Linked DNA regions of Zea mays: region 1 is linked to region 2. A link is a contact called in public Hi-C data. All regions are on one chromosome and are shown on one strand. The core of a region is the stretch at or near the end of the contact, and the rest is flanking DNA. Distances in the headings are between cores, read along the strand shown. Region 1 holds the start of LOC100281963 (small nuclear ribonucleoprotein Sm D1). Region 2 holds the start of LOC100383070.

Region 1 (5,366 bases), core at 900-3,399, 660 kb before region 2:
AGTCGATAAAGGCCACGGGCATCGTCTGAGAGAGACCTGTAGATGCCAACTGCTTTAGCAAAACCAGTATCTGCGATCCCCCGAGCAGCACAATGGTAATTTAGTTTCAAGCAGAGGTCAAGATCTAACAGAGCCAGCCACAGGCATAGCTCCAGATCAATAATCCCCAGTCCCCCCCATGTGGCAAACACAAGTATACAACCCTAGACATCCAAAGCTCTGCGGCAGCTTACATGTATTCCACGGGGGAGAAAAAAAACATTACAAATTAACTAGAGTGTAAACCTAAGATAGGCATGAGTAGGGGGGCCAGGTAGACAGCGTGATTTCACAGCAAGAACTACTGACATTGAGATATTTCGTCCACCTTCATCAGAAGGGTAACGATGCAACATTCTTTCACACAGCGTGCAGAGGAAAGATGTTTTACATTGTAGAGGAAACTTGTCTTGCAAGGGAGCCGACAGCAGGGGAACGATAAAGCTCAGCGTGGCCCCCGGCCCCGACCACGTCCACGACCTCGGCCGCGACCACGCCCCAAAGGCTTTCCTGCACAGAACAGACGTTGGCCAGTGAGTCGGTATCATTAGCAACAATTAGACTCGATCAGAACAAAGGCAGGCGAAACCAAACCTGTAGTTGGCTTCTTAGGCTTCACCCTAGGGGTTTCCTCTACCAGCAAGGTTTCCAGGTTTAAGCTGTCGGGAAGGATGTAGTAGCGGATGTTGTTTCCTCGCACGCTGAGGTGGTCAAGTGTTACAGGGTTCTTCCCTTTCAGTGTAAGCTTCACTGTCTTCAGATGAGTGTTCATGCTTATGTCAACACCTACCCAAAAAAAAAAAGATGCATGGGTCAGGGGATATTATTGTGTAAAAACAAAACCATGATCCTAGATTAACCTCATCGGTATTAGCAAAATATGTGCGGATCATAATACTGTGAGAGTACACCGTTCAAGTGCCAGAGCTGCAATCATACAGTGATTTCCTGAATTGTAGCAGAGAGGGGGAAAAAAGAGGAAAGTTCAAAATAAGCCTTTCACGATGTATATTCCCCTGTCTTGTGAAAAATGAACTTTTGCATGCTCTCAACATCAAAATGTAGTTTACAGGCAACCTTATCCACCCAAAACATTAACATGGGAAAAATCTAGAAAGTTGTAAACTAGCATTCCAATCCAGATTCCCAAGAAACCCCTCTTATTAGGAAGAAAAATCAATACTCTCTATGCATTTCAGTATATGACAATGTATGACATCATCTAAGTTTCACAGTTCACATGTATTGAAGCCCTCAAGGAAACCACACAAGCCCATGAGAAGCTAAAACTATTGCAAAATCAACTATGCACTTGAATTCCTGTTGTTTAACAGACATCTGATCACTTGACGAATCCCTACCACTAATGGACCTAAAACTTGAGGCAACCAATTGACATATTCAACTATCCCTACCTACTAGTCATCACTCGACAGGAATGCCCCTTGATTGAATGAATTATACAAGAAATTTAGGGCTAACCAATTGACATATTAAACATATGGTTTTATTTAAAAGGACTTGTGGCACAAAAGGCATGCTCAACTCTACTGTCTCAGTGTCTCTAGAACTAAAGTCAGACAGCAGTGACAAACAACACGGCTCACAAGCAAATCACGATACCTACTAGATCGAGCTGAACACATCCTAAGGAAGTAAGCATACACGCATCGTACAAAACACCTTAAAATTTGAAGCCTCTTCAGATCGCAGAAAATTTAAAGGTTTTCCCGCGGCCCCGCTAGAGGTTAGAGTCGAAGCGTACCGGTGATGGTGCCGTGTACAACCGTGCCGTTCTTGAGCTCGATGGTGACCGTCTCATTGTTCAGCTTCATAAGGAACCTGCGGCGAAGCGCACCGAAATGAGCACCAAAATAGGCGAAGTTCGTAGCAAACGGAGCGGCGAGGAACGGTAAAGGGAAGCCAACCCTAACAATGGGCGAACGAATACGGGGGGGCGTTACCTGACGAGCTTCATCTTGGCGTGCCTGGCGTAGGGAAGGAGCGGCGGCGGCGGCGGCGGGGAGAAAGCGCGGAGGAAGCCGGCGGAGCTGACGCTTGTTTGCTTTCTCGGAGCGGCAGGAGTAAACCCTAGTTTGAATGCTGATCTGGCGGACGGGTGGGAGGAGGTTCGAGCTGCTTAATTGGGCCTTTGTTGGGCCCCATTTATATTGATCTTTTTGAAAACCTACTGTTCCTCGCAAAATATGTTCTCTTAAAAACATATTGGGCCATTTGTGTCGGTATTAGTACGGAAACATTTTTTCTCGAAACACTGTATTTGTATGGAAACATGCTCATGTTCCTGGCAAAATATGTTCTCATAAAAACTAAAATTCACAGGAGTCCTGGACCCGCAGTACTTACTCATGTCAGTCCTCTATGATTATAGAGCATCCTCAGAGACCAATATAAATCTTTTATACACACTTTATTCTCACTCATATGCATTTTAGAAAACTTTTCGGTCGGTCACACATCTCAATATTGCTCTGGTCCAAGCACGTTTAATCTAGAGTTTCTTTCAAGACAAGTTTTTGAAAAAGAAGATCACATGGTTGGTATGAGTAGTTTATTAATTTTGTTAAGCCTTAGGTCAGGACATAACTCTCCATTGGGCCAGAATATCACATGTGTTCTTATAAAAACTAAAATTCACGGGAACACGAGAGTAGCCTTTTTCGTGGTGTTTGGCAAATGGGAAATGAGGGTCGGGATATTGAAAATGAAAGGTGGGATTGATGTTCTCCTATGTTTGGACGATGGGAAATGGAGATAGGGAAATAAAGACTAGCGTACTTATTCGGTACCCCTTCCTTTTATCTCAATCCATTTCCTCATCCCTATCTCAATCCCATCCAAACATGTGCTTGTGTGCAGCTTGATGAAATGACTGCATAACCACATATTATATCTAGTGCTTGTGTTATGCGTACCTTGTTAAAACGACTGCATTAACATGTTGTGTAGAACTGAAGGCACGAGGTCATCACGGCTAGAAAACATGACGAGACATCACCGGCTCAGATATGATCACGCTAATCACTTCTAAACTAAAAGTGCAACCGTTATATATAAGGTTTATATTTGATAGATTTTGTGAATTGATATTGTACCAAAAAAATGTTTTTTTTTGAATTATTCACATTATCACATGGATTGCATTGAGAGAAGGATTGGTTGCATATGGAAAGCTTTGTCCTATGAAGCTTTATTTGCTCGAAGTTTCATGTTATCAGAATAGAAAAAGGCAAAGGCCCAGCCAGCAGTGAACAAAGATAGGAGAATTAATCTTGTTCCTTAAAACCTGAAGCCTTTTGAAGCGCTCTCCGCGATTCATGGCTCTCCTGCCACTGCTGCGTCGACGCGTGGCGTGTGCTCACGGACCCGAAAATGTGCTTCAATTCAGTAGAGCTGCGAACGTAGCGTCCCGTATTCCTCTCTCTCAATCACTTCCACCTCCGCCTTCGTATGCCTTCTCCTACACGGCTGGGCCCGCATCCCCTCCCCCTCGGATTCTTCGACGACTGCTGCCTTTTGCTCGCACCAGCCAGTTTCGCCCGACGAACTCGGTCGACGAGGGGCCACATCGTTCGGAAGGAACTGAGCCTCCGGCAAGGGTGCCATCGAAACCACAACCAGCAGGCTAGCCGCCTTCGTCTCCCTCGCGCGCCTCGGCCTCCCAGCTGTCGACGCCGACCTCCACAACCTCGACCTTCTGCTCGGCTTCAAGAACCGTGTCCACCTCACCGCCGCCAACGTCCTTGCGGGGGCTGTCCACTCGAACAGGCATTCGTCCGTCACCGCGTGCTCCATCCACGAGCTCCATTTCCTTTGTCTCTCTAGGCCCCGCTGCAGGCTGCCCCTCGCGTTCGGATCCAAGACGCGCTCGCCCAGCCCGCCGCGTTCATCCTCATCGCCGTTGGTGGCCATGTCGTTCGGGAATGGTGGCCTGGCCTGGAAAGCGACCTAATGTACTCCCTCGATGTCCTGCCCACCGCTTCACTGCCTTGATGTTCTTGGCCCAGGACGGCGCATGCTTTGCTGCCGGCAGCATCGGCGTTGGAGTCTCCTCGATCTGCCGCCGCCACAACATCGGCCTCCATGTCTTGCTTCGCCACTTACAACACTGACTGCTGCTCCTCGACAAGCCTCTACACGAGTTGTAGCCACGACGACAGGTGGAGCCCGATTACAAATCTGTATGTGTTCTATTTATTCAGTGATCAAAGTACTGGAACACAAAATACAGAGAACTATTCTGTAATATGATTTGGTAAACAAGTAGACCACATAGAAATGAGTATGTGTTATAGTACAGATTGGAGCCTACGGACTACAGAAGCCTGCAACATAGTTGTTCGAGATTTAATAGTACACATCTCAGACCACAATTGGCAGTGAAAAGATAAGCTAAGACCCATGAAGGTGTTCATGCTGCAATCCAGTAGATTACAGCAAGCTAGAATAAAAGGATGTCCAGAACCAAATAAAAGAACTCACATGGTTAAGGTAAATAGTAAAAAGATACAGTTTGCATGTTATGTCCGTTTGTTAACCGTGTTACCAAGACTGTATGAGTCACAGTATAGATAAACTCATTTTCCTCCCTAAATCCGAACAAATATGCTTTTACCGCAAACTACTCCCTCCGTTCACAAATATATGACGTCGTTGATTTTTTTCTAAAACTTTGACCGTTCGTATTATTCAAAATATTTATTCAAAAATGTAAGATTTCAAGTCACGCTCAAACAACCTTAAGTGATAAAACAAATCACGACAAAATAAATGATAACTCAAGATTTTTTTAATAAGACGAGTAGTCAAAGTTTTAGAAAAAAGTCAACGGCGTTATATATTTGTGAACGGAGGTTCTCATAGCTGACAAATATGGTAACTACGTCATTAAGTATTAACATATCTACTGGACCATGAAAGGAACTCTGCAGCCAGTAATGTATGACTAAAACAAACAAATATGTCAAAATGAACCTTATTGTTACCTTTATTGATTGATGGTTTATCGTCATGTACTGTTTTCACACGTGTCGAAGAAATTTGAGCTTGTACCTTCATCTGTGTGCTTTTCTTTGGAGGGTTTTTTATTGAAACTGAAATTAGTTGTGTTTGCTCTCAATATTGGTTGGTTCCATGAGTTCTCAAGGGTACGCGGAAGGCCTCTGGAAACTGATCCATTTGCTCTACCCATATGGAAGCCAATATTTGATTCATTCAGGTCGGTAACATGCCGGCGTCCAAGATTATTTGTAGTCGGCAAACCTGAGGATGAACTATTATCACTGAACTTGCCCAAGCCTTCTGCA
Region 2 (6,143 bases), core at 1,039-3,538:
ATATTCTTGCTTTCAAGAAAACTTTGAAATATTTGAATGGTACGATACTATTTTTCTGCTTTTGAGAAAACAAACAGAAGCCTGTTTGGAAAGAAGAGACTGGATGGTACAAAACAAGGCAGAACTGATCATCATGGAACTGAAGTAGAGCTTTCACGAACTCCCCTGGAGAGGTCAAAAGCTTATTAAAGCAAGCATTCTTGAACTGTCAGTTTAGCATCCATAGACGAAAGCAATACTGATTCTGGTAACGCGTCCACACCCTATCATAACCTAGAGAAGAGCACATACCATGGAATTAGAAACGAAGACTGGTGACTCCAGCAGCGTTGCTGGGCTCAGGCCAGGCGGAATCGTGAGGTAGGGCGATGGAACTTCGGGTACTGAATTGTCAGCTCCAGCTGCTGTGCTGAAGGGCATGTTGAGCTTCGACACCATGAATCCAGCTCTTGCCTGCATCCTCTCCGCGAGGCTGCTGCCAGGACTGGACTTCTGGCCAAGCTGTGGGGTTAGTGGCACTGACCGAGCTTCCTCCTCAGGCGGCCTTACGGTGACTGCCAAGCCATGCTTCTCAAATCCAGCTTCAACGTCGTCGTTGCTGTGGCCCCCTGCGGTGTCTGGTCGAACAGCTTCGGTTTGGAAGCTCGTCAAGGATTCTGGGCCTGGATTAGGATCATTCCACTCCATTGCTACATGACCTTCCATCTCAAGCTTGGATTATTCAACCTAACCTAACGGGGTGAAAATTAGTTAAATGACACTAAACATCAGCTTCAAAGTTACAGAGGTAGACAATGATAACATTGAGAGACAACAGGAATCTGACAACGGTAGTGATATTTCTTTTGATGAAAATTGTGAAGCTGGTTGCAAAACAAAAACCGTGTCAATGACACTAAACGACAACTCATATAGTACCGGTATTTTTTAAGAAATTCATAAAGGATTGTTCAGTTATTGGATTCGATGGGACTAAAAAAATTATGAAAGGTTTTGACTTGTTTGTGATTTAAACCTACTCAATAACACTTAATCCATATAGTTAGAGAACAAAACAAACAAGACAGTGTTGAAATGCGAAAGTCGATGCGAGCAGCACACTCCCCTACCAAGTAATACTGTACTAAAAAAACTAAAAGGAAATAAAGAATGGAACATGACTATTTCATCGCATCCACCTAGAGTTTTTGGTTTGATTAATCATTCCATCCAAAATGAGATGGTGTATTATAGATCTATTTTCTTAAATTTGATGGGATGATCTCATTTCTCGTATTAATACTAACTAATTATAACGAATGAGGTGATGATAGATCAATTCATTATATTTTACAAACAAAACAAAAAAAAATGAGTGAGAAGATGGTGGACTAACGCGCTCATCAAACTGAACACTAAATTAAGTCTTTGTTCGATTATTCTAATTCCATGTGAATTGAAGTATCCTCGCTAAGGATTTAAACCGACTTAATATCATATAATCTATATAGATTAACGGTGAAGAACAAGTGATCAAGAGCAGGAAGGCATGGAACCTCCGACAGGGAACAGTTTTCCCCGAGAGCTCTCTCCAAAATGTCAAGTCGAATAGTCTCTAAACTCGAACTTATTATACTCCTGTTTCAGGTTAAGGTTTTAGATGACAAGGATGAAACGTCTATCCGGAGAGAACAGCCAGGATAAGGAAAAAGAAATGTAGAAACATGCAAGAACATGCTGATGACGCAAAACTGCGTATAATGTAGAACAAAGAAAGATCCAAAAATTCTGCGAGATCCGCAGGAGATGGATGCGCCATCGATTCCGCGAGAAACACAGGTATGGATAGAGGGTTAGGGAGTAGGGACGATCCCCTCGCGGCGAATGACAGGCCGAGAAACAGAGACCCTGGCTACGGAGCCATCGAGGGGGAATGGGGATGGAACGCGAACCTGTGCTGTGACTGGAGGAGGATGATCGCCGGATGGCGAGGCTCCACCCCGGCCCCTTTCCTTGTAAGAAATGGGAAGTGTCTCCTGATTCGGCGACGGCTCCAGTCCACCGATGGCCCAAGAAAAAAAAAGCGCAACAGGAACGAAGCACAAGGATCAGGGACAAATGATGGGCTGCAGCAGGCACAGGGGGGAGTCAGGAAAAGAAGGTTCCCCCCCTGCCATTACTTGGCTCCCTCACTCTCTTTCTCTCCCATCGTTCTCACAGCACGATTGTTTTACGCCGGAGAGAGAAGAGGAGTAGAATAAAGGGTGGAGGAGGAAGGATCAGAAGCAGAGGGAGAGAGAGAGAGAGAGAGAGCAGGGTGTGAGGACGGAGGAGCAGGGGCGGTTTCTGACCAAGAGAAGGGTGGGAGATGTGCGGAAGGATCCGTTGGGACTCGAAACGGGCGGGTGTGGAGAGAGAGAGACGGACATTGATGCCATGCTCGGGCTGCTCAGCTCGGCGTCCATCTACATATGTATCTTGCCCGTGCTGCAAAATGCAAACTGCGTTTCCGTTTCCTGGTCGGGGGTTCGTATATACTGTACCCATGCATGCACAAGGGGAGAGCAGAGCAGCGTGAGATATAGACGTTGGATGCGGCCGTTGGCTTATACGCAAACATGTAAGTACGAGTACATCACCGCCTAGTATGGGTGAAAACGGGTAGGGTACCCGAAACGGGTACCGGATACGGATACTGATTCGGGACCATTTTTCGGATACGGATACGGATATTTTTGTATTCGGGACGGATACGGGTAATACCCGGATAGTACAGCTTCGGATTCGGGTCGGATACGGAACGAGTACTACCCGGTGAATACCCGGATATTCGGGTCGGATACGGGTACCCGGAATTCGGGTACCCGTTTTTTCTTTTTCTGCATAATAATATAGTTATAAAATCATAACTTTTACATATGAAATCGGATGAAGATAAAGTTTATATGAAAATTGTAGAGCTCGAAGAGATCTATAACTTTGTAGTACAACACATTTTTGTTTAAACATATCTTTAGGCCAAAATCATTGAAATAATGTCTAAATTTATAACAAAATAATAGACTTTAACATTTTCATGTGGGGACTTAAGATTATCTCTATGTGGGAACTTAGAATTATCTTTTTATAAACTATTTATTAATATTGGTAACTTATTCACAATTTCCGATCGACACTACAATATTTTTATGAATTTAATTGTATTTTGATGATTTTCTACAACAAGAAATTAATAATACACCAAATAGCCTAAAAATTCATGAATTTTTACGGGGACACAACATATATCCACATATAGTTCTCAAAAAACATTTAGATTATAAAATCCACAAGATGTTGGTGTTTCTTCCATTCCACTCCCACTTATTGCGTGAGTTACACGTGAAATCATTTTATGTATCGACGTTTCAACATAATTAATATTTCATTTATCATTTTCATGTGGCGATTTGAGGTTTTATTTGAATAGAATGTTTTTTGTTTTGGTAATTTTTTGCAATTTTGGGTCAAAACTAGTGTATGTATGAATTTTAATTATATTTTGATGATTTTATGTAGAAAGAAATTAATAATGTACAAATAGCCTCAGAAATCTATGAAATTATATGAAGGTATAACATATGGCCACATATAGTCATAAAAAATAATGGGACCATAAAATCCACAGGATGTCAACGTTTTTTCTATTTTATTTCCACTTATTGTGTGAGTTACACGTGAAATCACTCTAAGTATCCAAGTTTCAACATAATCAATACTTCACTTTACCATTTTTATGTGGGAACTTTAGATTATCTTCTATTAAATGTTTATTAGTATTAATTTACTTGCAATTTCGTGGTCGAACAAGAATATTTTATGATAACCAATTAATGCATTATCCGACAAGTATCCGATATCCGATCAAATAATATCCGTATCCGTCACTTATCCGCCCGGATAAATATCCGGTCCCTGTATCCGTATCCGTCCCGTTTCTAACTATCCGTATCCGATCCCGAATCCGTTTTAAATACATTAGGGTAGGATACAGGATGGGCTACTATCCGTCCGTATCCGCCCGTTTTCACCCCTACCGCCTAGGCGCCTACGTACGGTAAATCCGTGCCCGTGGAAGATTGGGTTAGGGCGATGCTCAGCGTGTTCGCTTCGGATTAAATCCAGTTAAGGGTCCGTTCACTTGTCTGGGAAGGAATTAGAATTCGTTACAGCTTATCAAAATTTTATATAAATTAGAGAAGTAATCTAGCTAGAAATCATTCCGGAGCTTCAATCCGTGAAAATCGAACAGGGCCTAAGGGTATATTTGGTTCCAGTGGATTGAGCGCCCAGAATAATTACTAGCTGGATTGTTTATCTGACTTATATAAGATTTGATCAACTGGAATGATTCTTAGTGAAATACGGCATAAACGAATAGGCCAAATATTCGGATTGTTGCTATAATTGCAATCTATAGATAAAATATTGTACTATTAGTAGAAGCTGGTACGGATTAAATCTAAGTGAACTCTTGGTCTGGCTAAGAGATGGAGATTGAGATTACAGGTGAACCGATAAATAGGCTTTGCACCCGACGAGGTAGTAGTACATCAGGCTGGGTCGATGTAAATGTGATGTACGAGAGTACGGCATGGTCGCCATAAATCAAGTTATCAAGAGGCTCCTGTCCCGTTACGTGCGCCGCGGTTGGATCGACTGCCTGCACTGCACCGCTGTGAGCGTAGTAGTAGTACGTTGGATCTCGATCGATGCACTCGTGCCATGCGCAGCCTGCAGCCATTAGGGGTCGCTGGGCAGGCTGTTGGAGGTTGTAGCACGAAAAGATCTGTTCAGTGTTCACATTCTTCTGGCCCATTGAATGCGAGCGAGGGAGCGTCTGCGATGGCGATGCGCCTCCCCGAGTCCCACCAGGCCACCAAGTTGCATCCAAACTGCATGCTCCAAATCCAAATGCAATGCAATGCAACGCAGCGGGTACGCACGTACGTACTCCTAGTCTCCTCCTACACGCGAATCATGCATGCTCTGCTCGAAAAACAGAACATGGGCTGCGGGGTAAAAGACCACAGCTACTCGCTCGTAGTCGTAGTACAGCCACAACATGCACGCACAGCTGCGGCCTGTGGTCAGTGGGTGGCCGATCAAAAAATAAAAAAAAACTGCAAAAGGCTACAAGTAGCCGGCCGTGCCTGTACTGCCACTGAAGATATGCTCCAGACGCAACCTCTGTCTATGCGTACCATTCATTCATGCCTTTTGGCACGACGGCGTCCAATCCGTCCGTCCGTCAGTGAGCGAGAGTCTTCTCACAGCCGAGGCAGAGGGCCGACGCGGACATGACTGCGCTGCGCTCAGGGCCAATCTGGGTGGCAGCACTCACTGCACCTCGGTCGCAAATCTCAACATGCCCGGCGCCGCAACTGGTCCATACCCTCCCTGCCCCTGCCACCGCTCGGCAGCCAGCCACTGCGACTGATCTCCGCGGGGGGCCACCCGGGATGTCTGCAGCCCGTAGCATGCAAAACCGTCGGGGGTTCCTCATGCATGATGCGTACCTTGTTGTATCTGTTGAGAAACCCTAATGAAGGGTTACGTGGGCAAATACCGAATATGCCCCTGATGACAATCACGTCTCTATATATAGAACATGTACCCCTCATATGGAATAGAGATCAGAAAGAGGCCAGAGGCCCAACCCTATATCCAGTGTCTCGTGTGTTTCCTCTGTCGTGCTTATGGGAAGGGAGACGGATTCTCTACATCTTCTTGCGCCTCTACTGCTGACGGGAGGGAAGGGAGCGGATCTGGTGATTCGTGGTGACGTAGTTCTCAACACGTTATCAGCACGTTCTACCTCGACGTTGCTGCGGGATCAGATCTGCATCAACTCTTCATCAAGCCGGCAGGTCACCGGCCTAGCCGAACTGTCCTACGCGACAGGCTTCAATTACCCTCTACGCAATCGAACGGTATTTTTTTAGATCTACTGTTCATAGGATCTCACCTAGCGGAACTCTCTGCTCTCATGTTTGTTTCGGTGGGAGTCCTTGCTGCTCCACAATCTCTGGTGGGTTCCGGAGAACGTGCCCATGCAAAAATAAAAATAGGGATGCACCGCGCAATCCGCCTAGGCGCGCTGCACTAACCTGACGTCGCGCGCC

Evidence for each region. A called contact is a pair of places that touch in the nucleus more often than the background predicts.
Region 1: a contact with region 2 is called in a Hi-C map of bundle sheath, with 2.4 times the contacts expected there. The contact joins the promoter of LOC100281963 here to the promoter of LOC100383070 in region 2. A contact is called at or near these places in 4 of 25 Hi-C or Micro-C datasets (bundle sheath, ear, leaf and 1 more).

The regions. Positions count from the first base shown.
Region 1 is chr2:41,026,011-41,031,376 of Zm-B73-REFERENCE-NAM-5.0, reverse strand. LOC100281963 (small nuclear ribonucleoprotein Sm D1) reads right to left here and starts at 2,149. Exons shown (of 4, transcript NM_001154881.3): 1 at 2,004-2,149; 2 at 1,805-1,881; 3 at 634-825; 4 at 1-549. The coding sequence starts at 2,017. The coding sequence ends at 485.
Region 2 is chr2:40,369,105-40,375,247 of Zm-B73-REFERENCE-NAM-5.0, reverse strand. It overlaps LOC100383070, which reads right to left and starts at 2,288. Exons shown (of 6, transcript NM_001175743.1): 1 at 1,932-2,288; 2 at 292-726. The coding sequence starts at 705.